Linked DNA regions of Mus musculus: all the other regions are linked to region 3. The links are chromatin contacts, called in public Hi-C and promoter capture Hi-C maps. All regions are on one chromosome and are shown on one strand. The core of a region is the stretch at or near the end of the contact, and the rest is flanking DNA. Distances in the headings are between cores, read along the strand shown. Region 1 holds the start of Fastk (Fas-activated serine/threonine kinase). Region 2 holds the start of Rbpj (recombination signal binding protein for immunoglobulin kappa J region). Region 3 holds the start of Ppat (phosphoribosyl pyrophosphate amidotransferase).

Region 1 (4,240 bases), core at 237-2,736, about 53 Mb before region 3:
CATCCACCATGGATACAGAGAGCAATCAGCAAATGTGCTTGGGGAGGTGAATGGGAACATGAGTTTTATCAATGGCTTGGGTCCTCTACTGCTCTCTCTTCCTCTATTCTTCCCGAAACACCCACACCTTCCAATACCCTCCTCACCAAGTAACACTGCAAGGTGGAGACACACATGGATGGTGTGAACGTCAAAGGAGGGGCAGTTTCGGATGATGAGCTGACTCAAGTCCTGCAGTGTGGCCTGCTCCACAGGAGAGGGCCTAGGCTGAGACACCAAGAGCTGGCCCAGACGCCGGAGTGCCACAGGGTAGTGATGAGCTCGCACCTTGGTGGGGTTCTGGCTCAGCCATCGCAGTAGCTCCCCAGGGCTCCGTGCCTGTTCCAGAAGCCGTTGAAGGCCTTGCACAGGGCCTCCTCCAAAAGGCCGGTCCCCGGACTTGCTGGGTCCCAAACAACAGGGCTGTACTGGTGGGATGAGCAGCAAACCAGACAGCCGAGCAGGGGAAGTCTGGGCAGAGAGCAGGATTCGAAGCATGGAGCTGGGTGGTGGAGACCCTGAGGGGGTGGCCCAGAAAACCAGGTGAGGTTTCCTCCAAGGGGAAAAATATGCTATCTAGTCCTTACCTGACTCCCCATCCAAAGGGCCTGAAGTTTAAAAAAAAAAAAAATCCCGTGTGATTGCCCTGGTATTCTTACCCAGTCTGCCCCTCTTCTCCCATTCCTTGACACAGAAACCCTAATTCTTTAAGTGTGCTCAGTGCAATTCTATTCACATTTCACATGCATATCGCCTTCGATGCTCCGTGCAAGCTGATGAGGAGTCTCAGGGCTGTTACCTCATTTCTCAGGCGGAGAAACAGGCCCAGAGCGGCGGAGAGGTTAAGCCTGAGGTCATTCACAGGGCTAGTGGTCGCACCCAGCCTGGGAGCCCCGGTGGTCCGGGCGATGAGCCCTGAAGACCACCTCCCCGTCCCGCAGGAGGCGGCGGCGGCGGGGTGGGTGGAACGCAGGCTCAGTAGCGGGCCGGTGCTGGGTCCCATGCTGGGCGCTCCCACTTACCAGCTGCGTGACCTTGAACTAATGTCTTCGCCTCTCTGCCTAAGCCTCCTCACTAGTGAAATGAGAACACAGCGCAAGCTCGCGGGGCGCGCGCCGAGCCCGAGTGAGCTATCTGCCAAGGCGCGGAGCTGATGCTGTCCGCGGGAGGGGCCCCCACACCCTGTCCCGGCCCCAAGAGGCGAGCAGCCCGTGGTCACCACCACTAACACCAGCTCCCGCCGCCCTCCCGAGGTCCGCCCCTCAGGCGCCACCCTACATGACTCCCCGGGCCCCGCGTAGGTCACTCTCTCAGCTGGTCTTGGGGCCCGGGAGCCGGGCTCCCCCCGCGGCCTCCTCATCAGCGGGCCACCGAGTCCGCCATCTTCCCAGCAGCCCCCGGATCGCCCCCAGACGCCAATCGCAGTCCAGCGCCAGGGCGGCGGAGACGTGGCTCCCAGCAGGCGCTGCGAGCAGAGGAGCCGCGAGCCCCGCCCTCCGCTTCCGGGAAATGCGCACGTCGCGGGGGCGGGGCCACAGAGCTTGCGCTGAAAGGTGCCGGGAGTGGCGGTCCTCTGTCCAGCCCTGGGGTAGCTTGAGCACTCAGGACCTAGGGCAGGTTCCATTCTCGTAGAACAAGGGCTCCCCACCCTCAAGCAACACACAGACACACTGGGTAGGAAAACGTCACAGTTTCTTTAATCTGCACAAATTCCAGAAAACAACTCTGCCCCTCTCGATTCCCCTTCACCAGTCTCCCAGTCCACCAGTTTCCAATTCAGCCTAGGCAGCTCTTTGAAACTAGAAGTATCTAGATCCTCTGTCAGCACACTAAGATGGGCCCATTGGGGTGCCCTGGCGGCCAAGGCAGCGACAGCAAGTGCCTGATCCAGAAGAGCCCACTGCCAGCGAAGGCTGAGGTCCAGCAGCCCCAGGAGATGGCCTAGAGCTATGAAGATCACACGGAGCGGCCTCCGCTAACACCCGAAGTCCTCTGCGGCGCAAAGCTGGGCTCCAGGGTAGTGGGAAAAGACAGGCAGCGGGTGAAGTGGGCCTGGGCAGACAGCAGCTCCCTTTGCGCCTTGGGGAATGAGGTCCAGAGGGGCTGGCTACACTGCCAAAAGCCCGTGGAGGCACTACGGCCGATACATGGCAAAGGCCAGGAGACTGAGGAGCAGGGTGAAGCCGGCCAGACCCAGGGTAGCGGTCAGGGGAAAGAAGGGCCGGTACTGGATCTGGCAGTACCAGAGCAGGAGCAGCAGCAGAAGCAGCAGGGGCAACAGAAGGCTGCCGATTTCCAGCCCGGAGGGGCCGGGCTCTGACCCCGGTGGGCAGGGAGGATGTGGGGGACCGACTCTCGTGGACACGTGGCAGTGGAGAACGCAGTTGGGGGGCAGGTGGAGACTGCCTAGTGTCTGAGTGTCGTCTCCTAGCAGTTGACCTTGGTAGATGAGCCGAACCTGCTGTTCCTGGCCTGGAAACTGGGTCCTGAGGAGAGAGGGACCTGGGTAAGAGAGCAGGCCTCAGGCAGTCCTGGCCCATTGTTCAGAGGACCAATCCCAATTTTCACCACCCCTACACCTGACCACCCAGATCCTGGCCTCTGGGGGACAGATTAACAGGAATGGTGTATAATGTGAGGAGACAGATTTTTCAAACAGAAAATAAGGGAGAGCTTCATAGGGTGACCCTTCTATAGACACCCACCCCATTTTTAGCATTTTGTTCTTACCCTCTTCCCAGCTTACCTTTTTAAGGAGCCAATGGTGTCCTGAGGCCAGGCCCTGGCTACCTGCTCAGAGTCATTGAGAAATTTCAACCGTAGAAGTAGGGGTTCCTGCGGAGAGTCTGGAGGTGTTGATGCTGTGACCCCTGTGTCAGGCTCTGGCTGTGCAGATGGACCTCTGTGTCTCAGGCTGGGACTCTCAGCCCCTGGGGCCTCCTCTCTGATGCTGTCAGAGGCTGACATGGCTTCACTGGGCTGTGCTGGTGTTGTGGTCCCCGGCGGCTGTGGTTGGGGGTCTGTACTCTCAGTGGTATGTGTTGAGACCCAGGCGAGGGCCAGCACCAGAAGGCAAGCAAGCACCGCAAAAAGGACAGTCACCTCATCGCCTACGCCTTCAATCAAGGCCATGGCACCCGTGCTGCTGCCAGAGGTGCTAAGGAGCTAGAGAGGTGCAAAGAACTGGTGAGGGGCTACTTCCTGGTCAGAAGTCATTCCAACTTCAACTGTCCTAGTTATTGTGTGTGCTTGCGCACCCAGGATGCAGCATCCTGTAGTCCCAAACTTGGCTTTTGGGTAACGTCCCTTCCCATCACCAGATTCCAAGTGCTAGCTTTGCTATCTGAGTTCTAGATCTTCATTCAGCACCCGATTCACCGAAACCTTACGTTCAAGAAAGGGCCTTGCTTTTCTAAGCAACCCTCTCCTTAAATGTAACCTTCATCAAACTTTACCCAGAAGCTTACCTATTCTTTGGTTCACTTCATCCCAAAGTTCACTCCTTCACCTATTTATAGCAAAGCTCATCTGATGCCCTGTCGCTTAAGTTTCTCTGATAAAAGTGTCTCTCTAGCCCCCTGCCCTCCCCCTTACCATTTACCCAAACCCCACCCACAACAAAGACCACTTCCCAAAGCTTCCTAGACAACCCCAAATGTCAAACTCCACCCTTGGCCAATCTGGAGTCTTGGGAGTTGTCTACTCAGCTCGGCACCTTCTCGGGTCCACCCAAAGCCCACCCCGCAGCAGTCTCCCAGCGCCTCCTGGGCTCCAAACCCAGAGGTCTCCAGACCCTTGATCCCTCGGGGAGAACCTAGACCTAGCCCTCCCCACGACTACTCCATCACTCCTCCCATCTGCCCGCCCCCCAGAGCTACTGGAGGGCACCAGCTATCTCGGGGCGGGGCAAGCAGGTCCCAGCTGTGGCCTGGGGCGACCCGGTGGGCGCGGCCACGCACAGCGACTCACCGCCCAGCTCCACCAGCTCCATCTCGGCTCCTCGGGCACTTCCGGGCCGAAGGCACCGAGGTCGCAGACACCTGAGGTCCCTCTCCTTCCCTGCTGCCGCGGCCCGGGAGCATTGTGGGGATTGTAGTTCGCCCTGTTTAGTTCCCGCCCTCCTCCCTGTGAACCCACGTGCCGGGCTGGACCAGATGTTGCCGGTACCCTTGGATCGTCGATGGGCCCACGGGAAGGACCC
Region 2 (3,816 bases), core at 505-3,004, about 23 Mb before region 3:
TATTTAAATCGTGTTCTCGTACCACAATGCAAACGTTTGAGATCGCTAAGCTCAGCTTTCCCGGAGCCTTGCCGGCTCACAAAGCCATCGAAGACACTATAAAGGAAAACAAAACAAAACAAAAAACAAAACAAAAACAAAACAAACAAACAAACAAAAAAACCCCAAACCAACCATTGCTAGAATAGTTAAGGGAATCCAAACTTGTTGTAGAGCAAGTGAAGTGGAGGCCAGACTAGGTGACTCAGATGCATGACTCAAAGCCGACACGGGGCTGGCTGACAGCTCCCGGAGGCGGGGGGCACCACGTCTGTCACATTTCAGGAAAGTACCAGGCTCGGGAGGGCGACAGGAAGCCTCCCCGGCGCGTGCGTGAGTGTGCCGGGGCGGCCTCAGCCCGCCGCTCCCCGCCACGCGCCCACCGCCCCGCCCCGCCCCGCCTCGCGGGCGCCTGTCGGACCCTGCCTTCCGCGTCCCGGGAGCCGCACGGGACGAACACCTGTCGGGGCCCCGGCTCTGCGCGATGTAGGGCGCACGCCCAGCCGCCCGCGGGGTGGGTAGGAGAGCGCGTTCTCGCGAGGCTTAGGAAATTTCCCACGGCCCGTGTTGTGTCTGAGCCGAGCGGTGGAAGGCGCTCGGGAGGAGGTGTAGCGTGAGACTCCGGCTGCCCGCATTGCGCACATGCGCAGTGGCGCGAGCGCGCCGCGCCAATCCTGCGGCGCTCCGGAGCGGGTCTCGGGCGGGCTGATCCAGTTCTCCGGGTTTTTTGTGGCTCCCTGCGGGAGGCAGGCAATGCAGGAGCTGGGAAATCTCTTGGAAAGCAAAGGGCCGGGAAGGGGGGGGGGGGGGAGCAGGGAGGATCAGCAGGTAGGGGACCGGAGGGACAGGTCTCGGGCCACCACCTGCCGAGAGGTGTCCCAGGCAAGACAAGCATCGGGCGACAGCATCGGGCCACCGCCGGAGGAGCTGTTTCTAGGCAGTTACCTACACGTCTGCACCCACACCTACATCCTGCAAGCTGGCTGCTGCCATGAGTTCCCCAGGCAGTCGGAGCTGGGCGGGTAGCTCGCTCCCAAGTGCCCGGGCTTGTAGTGGTGGCTCTGGGGACAACCATTCGGGGCTCTGACGTGTGGGTGCAAAGTGAACATCGGGGGGTTAGGGGGGACACCTTTGCGCGAGGCTGACCTCGGGATGACCCCAGCTCGCATCGGGGAGAAGCGGCGAAAGGCACAGAGCTTATCCCCTAATGCTTTTCCCCTGCAGAGCTCTTGGGAAGGGTCAGCTCACGCGGCGATCACGCCTGTCTCGCCGCGTGTGCGGGTCGTGCGGGAGCAAATGAATGGAGACAGTCGCTGGCAGGTCACCGGGGACCGGGGCTCTGTCCCGATCTCCGCCGCTCCGGCACCTGATACTGAGATTAGCATAAGGGAGGTGTCCAGTGAACGTCGGAATGAATGAAAAAGGCTGGGAACCCGCGGCGAGCGGGAAGCCACTTGGAAAACACCCACTCGAGGAGGCGTCTCCTCTAGGCCTGTGAGACGCTCGCATTTTCCCAGGACCCCTCCTCCCGGCCCCGGGGCCCCGCCTCCTGACCCCTCCAGTCCCGGTCCCCGTAGTAATGCCCTCCGGTTTTCCTCAGTCTCCACGTACGTCCCCGAGGGCGCGTCCCAAAACCCGGATAACCGGAGCGCTCCCCATGGACTACTCGGAGGGCTTGTCCGCGGAGGAGCGGCCTGCGCATGCTCCATCGGCGGGGTAGGTTTCTAGGGAAAGGCAGTGAGCAGATCCCTTAGTCCGCGGGCGGCGCGAGGCGGCTGGCTCCCGGCGGCGGCGGCGGCGAAGCGGGGAAAGACGGCGCGGGGGCCGGGTGGCAGCGATCGGCGAGGCCGAGGGAAGGGGCGGGGGAGAGGAGCAGGGAAAGGCGGCGGGGGGAATCTCGCGAGGGTTGGAGTTTTGGCGAGAGTTTGTGGAAGATGGCGCCTGTTGTGACAGGGTAAGTCTGAGGGGGCAGCGAGTGCTGGGAACCGGGAAAGTTGCGGGCGTCTGACCGCCGGCGGCAGGCGGCGGGCCGGGGCCGCGCGGCGCGCCGGGGCCTCGGGAGGCGGCGCGGGGCGGCGACGCGATGGCGCGGGCCGGTGCGGGGCTCGCCCGTGCGCCGCGGTGGAGCGGGCTCCGGGCGCGTGAGGGCGGGCGGTGGCGAGGCCGGCGGCTGCGGGCGGAGTGCGGCCGGCGCGCGGGGCCGTAGGCACCGTGCCCGGCGCGCGCCCCCCTCGGCGGGCCTGGCGGGGATCCCGGCGCAGCTTTGTTCCCCGTGCGTGGCCCGCGTCGCCTGTCCTCCCAGCCGCTGCCCTGGGCGCCGGAGCGCTTTGTCTGTGTGCGCTGCCCCCCGCGATTCTGCCCCCAGCCCTTTGTTTCGCCGCCTTAGGCTCTCTGTGGGAGCCGCTGCGCGCCCCGCATCCCGTCTGCACCTCCACTCCGCCCGCTGTCCCTCCTCCCGTGCCCCTTTGTTGTATCCCTCTCTTCAGTAGCTGGGTGACCTGCCATAGCCCTGGCACCAGATTACTGCCGTTCTCTTTCTTCCATTGTCTTTCTCGTGTGTATCCCCTCTCACCTTTTTCTCTTTGGTCCTCACCCCCCCCCCCCAAGGCTTTGTCTCCCCTATGTAGTGTCTCATTCTCTTAGCATCCCCTTCCCCTCGCGTCACTGCCTGATTTATCCGCTGCCCACTGTGTCTGTCTGTTGAACTGTCTCAACCCCGGGGACTCCATCTGGTGCTTCTAAGTGCGCACAGACTCTAGGGTTTGCTTTTGTTGTTTGAGTCTGGGAGATGCTTGAGATACTTAAGTTTGCTCCTTCCGCGCCCCTCCTTTCTTCCTTCGCACCCATTTCTCTCGGGATCACACCCCTACCCACCCCTATGCGCCCCTCTCTTGGGATTAAAACGACCCCACTTTTCTTTGCCATCTTTCTGGGCCCGTGATTGTTTTGCTTGGTAAGAGTAGCGCTGGAAAAGGATCTCGATTTCTTGATGGTTATTGCCGTCCCCATCATTGGCTTCTGACGGCCCCAGGCCAAGGGCATCCGCAGTAGCCTTGCACCTGGGTTACCTGAGGGCTAATGGAAGGGTATATTTTAAGACTGTTAGAAGTAGGCTCAAAGGTACTTCCCACCCCCCCACCCCACCCCCTGTTGGTGATGGAGAATAGTTTCAGATATTCGCAGTGGATGTGCGTTTGATGTGAATAGGAGGTGAGTGAATTTTGATGTTGTAAACTTGTGAATGTTGGGCTGATGAAGTTTATCTTTTTTTTTTTCCCCTGGAATTTGTATCTACAGTTTTAATGACTTTTCGGAGACATCTGGCTTGGGAATTTGATCAATGGCTTGCTTCTTCATAATTTAAATGAGTTTACCATTTATGGTTGTTTGAATTTGCAGTTTGAGTGTGTAGTTTGTGATTTTTACTTCTGTGGATGTGTGGCAACTCCTATTCCGACGTTGGGAATCAGGTGCCAAAGAGCAGAGTGTAGTTTTGGTTTGATGAATACTGCTTTGAGGATCTTTGTGGGATACATTAATTACGGGCAGTCTAAAGACTGGTAGCTTTCAGTTTGGTTATCTTAAAAGGTACTTCCTTATGTTACTTGAGCATTAAGTTGTTTTCAGCTCTTATTGTTATGGTAATGTTAAAAGCTTGGGTGAAGTCTGGGGGTGTGGTGTAGGATATTGTATACTAATGGCCTGAATTACTGCATCAGGGTTGAAATAATTTAGGGTTGTAAATACTGAATGTATTGTTCAGAAATATTCTTCCAC
Region 3 (3,778 bases), core at 666-3,165:
AAGAATAAGTTGTAGTTTGTTTGTTTATCGAGACAGGGCCTCATTGTAGCTATGGCAGGCCTAGGATTTGCTATGTAGCCTCAAAAGCTCCAGATCAGTTTGCCTCTGCAGACCTCTCCAGTGCTTTGAGCTAGTCACTGCACCCAGCAAGTTGTAACTAATTTAAAAAACAAAACAAAACAACAAAAAACATAGTCCCCTACACCATATACATACACACATTCTCAAAACAATTTTTTTGGGGGGAGGGGGGTTCAAGACAGGGTTTCTCTGTATATATAGCCCGGGCTGTCCTGTAACTCACTCTTTAGACCTGGTTGGCCTCAGAACTCAGAAATCCACCTGCCCCTGCCTTCCAGTTGCTGGGATTAAAGGCATGCGCCACCACAGGGTGGCCCCAGATGCTTTTTTTTAAATAAATGTATGCGGAGTATGTAGAATGTCAAATAAGACTCTGCAAAAGGACAACTTCTAGGCTAAGTCTGGTAAGAATAATCATTAGTGATGCATGTAGCACCCACATTGATAAAAAGGGTTACTGCCCAGCTCTGGTCTAGACATTGTTGCTACTGTATTGTAAAACTCCGTGATAGAATAGTTTTTGAAGAGAGACAAAACCCTAGTTTGTATTATTTCCATAATACTGTCAGTGAAGTCAAGAAACAAATTATGGAGGCAAAGGTCTTTTTTTCTTTGTTTGCCCCAAAGGCATCTCCCAATTTCTCATAGCTATAACTACTTTTAAACTCACGATCTCCAAACCTCTAACTGCTTTCAGGCTGACAAATCTGCTCAGTAGCTCTGCCCTTGCAAACAAAGCTCTTGCAAGCAGGAGGCCCCGTGCAAAACAACAACAAATAGAAAAACCTTCAAGTGTTGCAGGACCTTCAGCACCACCACCCTACAGAAGCTTATCTCTAGAACAGTTCTAGTTTCAAGGAGATCTGAACGGTCCCTTCCCAACCTGGCTAGTGAAAGCAAACTCCAGAGTAACTAACCCGCGACGAGAGATGCACATTCTTGGGAGCTAACCTGTAAAGAGCACTCGGGAGCAACGCGACAGCCTAAGTTAAAGTCTATGCAGGCAAAGTGTACCCCACCCCCACTTGGTCAATATCCTGAGTAGGTACTTGACTTGATTCTCGAGATTCACCCTCCTAGCCCTGATCCCCCCTTCCCAGTCATGATCCACCCTCATTGTCTTGCGTTCCCCGTAGCACAGAGCTGGGAAGCGGCTCGTGGAACTGTGCAAATACTTGCCATTCCACCCCCACCCCTCCATCCTGTTGCTCACCGGTGCTGTAGCCCCACGAGTCCCAGAGTGATCACATGCGGCACATCTAGCTGCGTGGGCCAGTCTCCAGAAGCGATGCACCCAAACACACCACATTCCTCGCGGATCCCCAACTCCTCCAGCTCCATGGCGCCTCGGAAAGCACGTGGAGGGACCTGCTGCCGCGGCGTGGTCCAAGCACCAACCAGCTGTCCGCTCCGCTATCGAACGCCTCAAGAGGCTCGCGCTACTGACTGCCTCCTTCCCGGGCGGGCTAGGTTCTCGCTACTGCGGCGGCGCGCTTCATAGAAGGGGCGTGACCAGTTCTGCCTCCCGCTCTCCGCCAATCAGCTAGGGCAAAGAGAGGGGCGGGGCTACGGAGTCAAAGAGGTGGGGAGGAGGCCGAGGTCAGGATCGCTACTTTCTCTGCACGTGGGAGGCTCCGTTATTTTCCCGCGCCCAAGGAGTAGGTGATGAGAGTGGCGCAGCTGATCGCGTGGGTCCCTCAGAAAACCTGAGCCGTTCGTGCCCCCTGGTCTCACGCCGTCCCCCGGCCGTCAGGACTTGGTCCGCTCCAACCCAGAAACCTCTCCGGCCAGCGGGGGCCTTGCAGCATGCGCGCCACTTTTTGGCTGCCTGCGGGGAGGGGCCGCCCGGAAGCGGGGTCGCGTCAGCGCGCCTGCGCGGCGGGAAGCCTGGGGACACGACTCCAGCCCCAAGCACAGCCAGCCCGGTACTTCGGGTTCGCCGGTGGGCTGTGGGGCTAGGGCGTGTCCTTGATATTGCACCTCCCTTTCCCGCCCTCTGATCCTGTGGTCGCCCTTGTTTTCCAGAACACTGCCCTTTTTTCCCGCGCGGTCTGCTCCTCTAGTTCACCTCGGATAATGGCGACAGCCGTAGGTGAGTAACTTGCTTTCGGACCCTAGGGTCCCCCAGCCCTCCGTCAGAGAGCTAGCAGGCTTGACGCATACACGTGCGGCCCCGAGGTCGGATGCAGGCCTTCCGACAAAGTGCCTGATCGGGTTCCCCAAGACGGCGCCTGGGGCCCGGAGCCTGCACACATGGTCCAGGCGCTGGAAGACGTGCGTTAAACTCTTAAGCACCCAGAGCCTATTTAAATAGCCAAAAGAAGGCCCCGGGACGGGAAGGAAAGTAGCAGAGTGGGAAAGTACTCTGAAGGTGAAATGGCCAGAAACTAACCAAGTGCCTAGAAACCTTGTAATAAGCAGATAAACAACCAAGAAAATCTATCAGGGTTTTTGTTTATTCTGGTAAAGTTAATATGCCAATAATCTCCTTTACTGCAAGTTTCGTAGTTTAAAGTGTTTGAAAACAGGTCCAAAATTTTTTGATCAGATGCTTCTTTGCAATCCCTGGAATTTGGGATTGTGGGCGTGGGCTAGTAACACCCTTAGGATATGGGTGTGGAGAGTGCAAAGTTACTTTATCCACTAACAAAACACTGTCTTGGAACAACACAAGTTTCTAGATTAATAAGGAAGCAGATCCTGTGGGCACTCCAACATTCTTTCCCACCTATGAAAACCACCCTGAAGTTTATAGGTAGTACAGCTCCATAAAATTGGGAATTAGGGCCAGACTTTTTCTGAGACAATCCACAGCGCCAGTACTTCTAAACTAGTAAAAATCTTAGAATCTAACCTCTTCCCCACATCTGATGTGGCCCTGTGCTGACAAGGGTCCGAAGAAGGTGTTCATATCTATAGTTTAATTTTGAATGGCTGTAAACTACCCTATAGATTCTGGGAACTGGACCTGGGTGCACTGTAAAACATCGGAGTGTTCTTAATTGCTGAGCAATCTCTCTGGCTTCTATTTTACTTTGTTGGTTTTGTATCCGTGGTTGTGTGCACTTGAGTACAGATGCACAGAAGCCAGGGCCTGTCTTGAAGCAGGAGTACACATGAGCCACCCAGTGTAACTGCTGTGAACTGAATTTGGATCAAGTATTGACTAAAACTCGTGTCTCCCATATTAAATCAGTATCTTGTGTCTGTTGCTCTTTAGTATTTAGCAGCCCAATGGTTCTTGGGTTAAATCTACATAGCTAATGAGTTAGTAATGAACTAGATAGAAGGCAACAGTGGGTCAGGCTGAGTATAGAGATTTTCAAGAGGACACAAACATTAAGGAAGTTAGAGTTCCAGAAAGGAAATTTACAGCTCAAAACTGGAGTTAGACCATGAGGGGCTTTTTAAACTTTGTTAATTCTTCTAAACATTAAGTTAGGAAGATGGCTATATTCATCTTTTACCTCACTGAACTATAGTGGAAATATTAGACAAGTTATTTATCACCAATGTCAACCAGAATCAAATTTAGCGTAGTTGAGGGAAAAAAATTACATTTATTTAGTGCTAATTAGAATTGTAATCTTAGATACCCAAAGGCAAGTAGGTTGGAATAGTGTATTTAGGGTTTTTTGTTGTTGTTGTTGTTTGTTTGTTTTGTTTGTTTGTTTTCAAGACAGGGTTTCTCTGTATA

What was found. Promoter capture Hi-C pulls out the DNA fragments that hold promoters and counts their contacts. Hi-C and Micro-C count contacts between places; a contact is called where the count stands out from the background.
Region 1: a promoter capture Hi-C map of pre-B cells shows a contact between it and region 3. The contact joins the promoter of Fastk here to the promoter of Ppat in region 3. A contact is called at or near these places in 3 of 39 promoter capture datasets (cranial neural crest, maxillary cranial neural crest and pre-B cells).
Region 2: a contact with region 3 is called in a Hi-C map of CD4 T cells, with 10 times the contacts expected there. The contact joins the promoter of Rbpj here to the promoter of Ppat in region 3. A contact is called at or near these places in 1 of 39 promoter capture datasets (cranial neural crest) and 1 of 484 Hi-C or Micro-C datasets (CD4 T cells).

The regions. Positions count from the first base shown.
Region 1 is chr5:24,443,749-24,447,988 of GRCm38.p6, forward strand. It overlaps Fastk (Fas-activated serine/threonine kinase), which reads right to left and starts at 1,487. Exons shown (of 10, transcript NM_023229.2): 1 at 1,318-1,487; 2 at 147-557. The coding sequence starts at 1,399. Tmub1 (transmembrane and ubiquitin-like domain containing 1) reads right to left here and starts at 4,098. Exons shown (of 3, transcript NM_022418.3): 1 at 4,009-4,098; 2 at 2,786-3,204; 3 at 1,715-2,525. The coding sequence starts at 3,171. The coding sequence ends at 2,174.
Region 2 is chr5:53,588,732-53,592,547 of GRCm38.p6, forward strand. It overlaps Rbpj (recombination signal binding protein for immunoglobulin kappa J region), which reads left to right and starts at 1,755. Exons shown (of 11, transcript NM_001080927.2): 1 at 1,755-1,993. The coding sequence starts at 1,974.
Region 3 is chr5:76,949,663-76,953,440 of GRCm38.p6, forward strand. Ppat (phosphoribosyl pyrophosphate amidotransferase) reads right to left here and starts at 1,916. Exons shown (of 11, transcript NM_172146.2): 1 at 1,295-1,916. The coding sequence starts at 1,422. It overlaps Paics (phosphoribosylaminoimidazole carboxylase, phosphoribosylaminoribosylaminoimidazole, succinocarboxamide synthetase), which reads left to right and starts at 1,640. Exons shown (of 9, transcript NM_025939.3): 1 at 1,640-2,173. The coding sequence starts at 2,158. It overlaps LOC115486295 (a long non-coding RNA gene), which reads right to left and starts at 1,288. Exons shown (of 2, transcript XR_003955939.1): 1 at 1-1,288.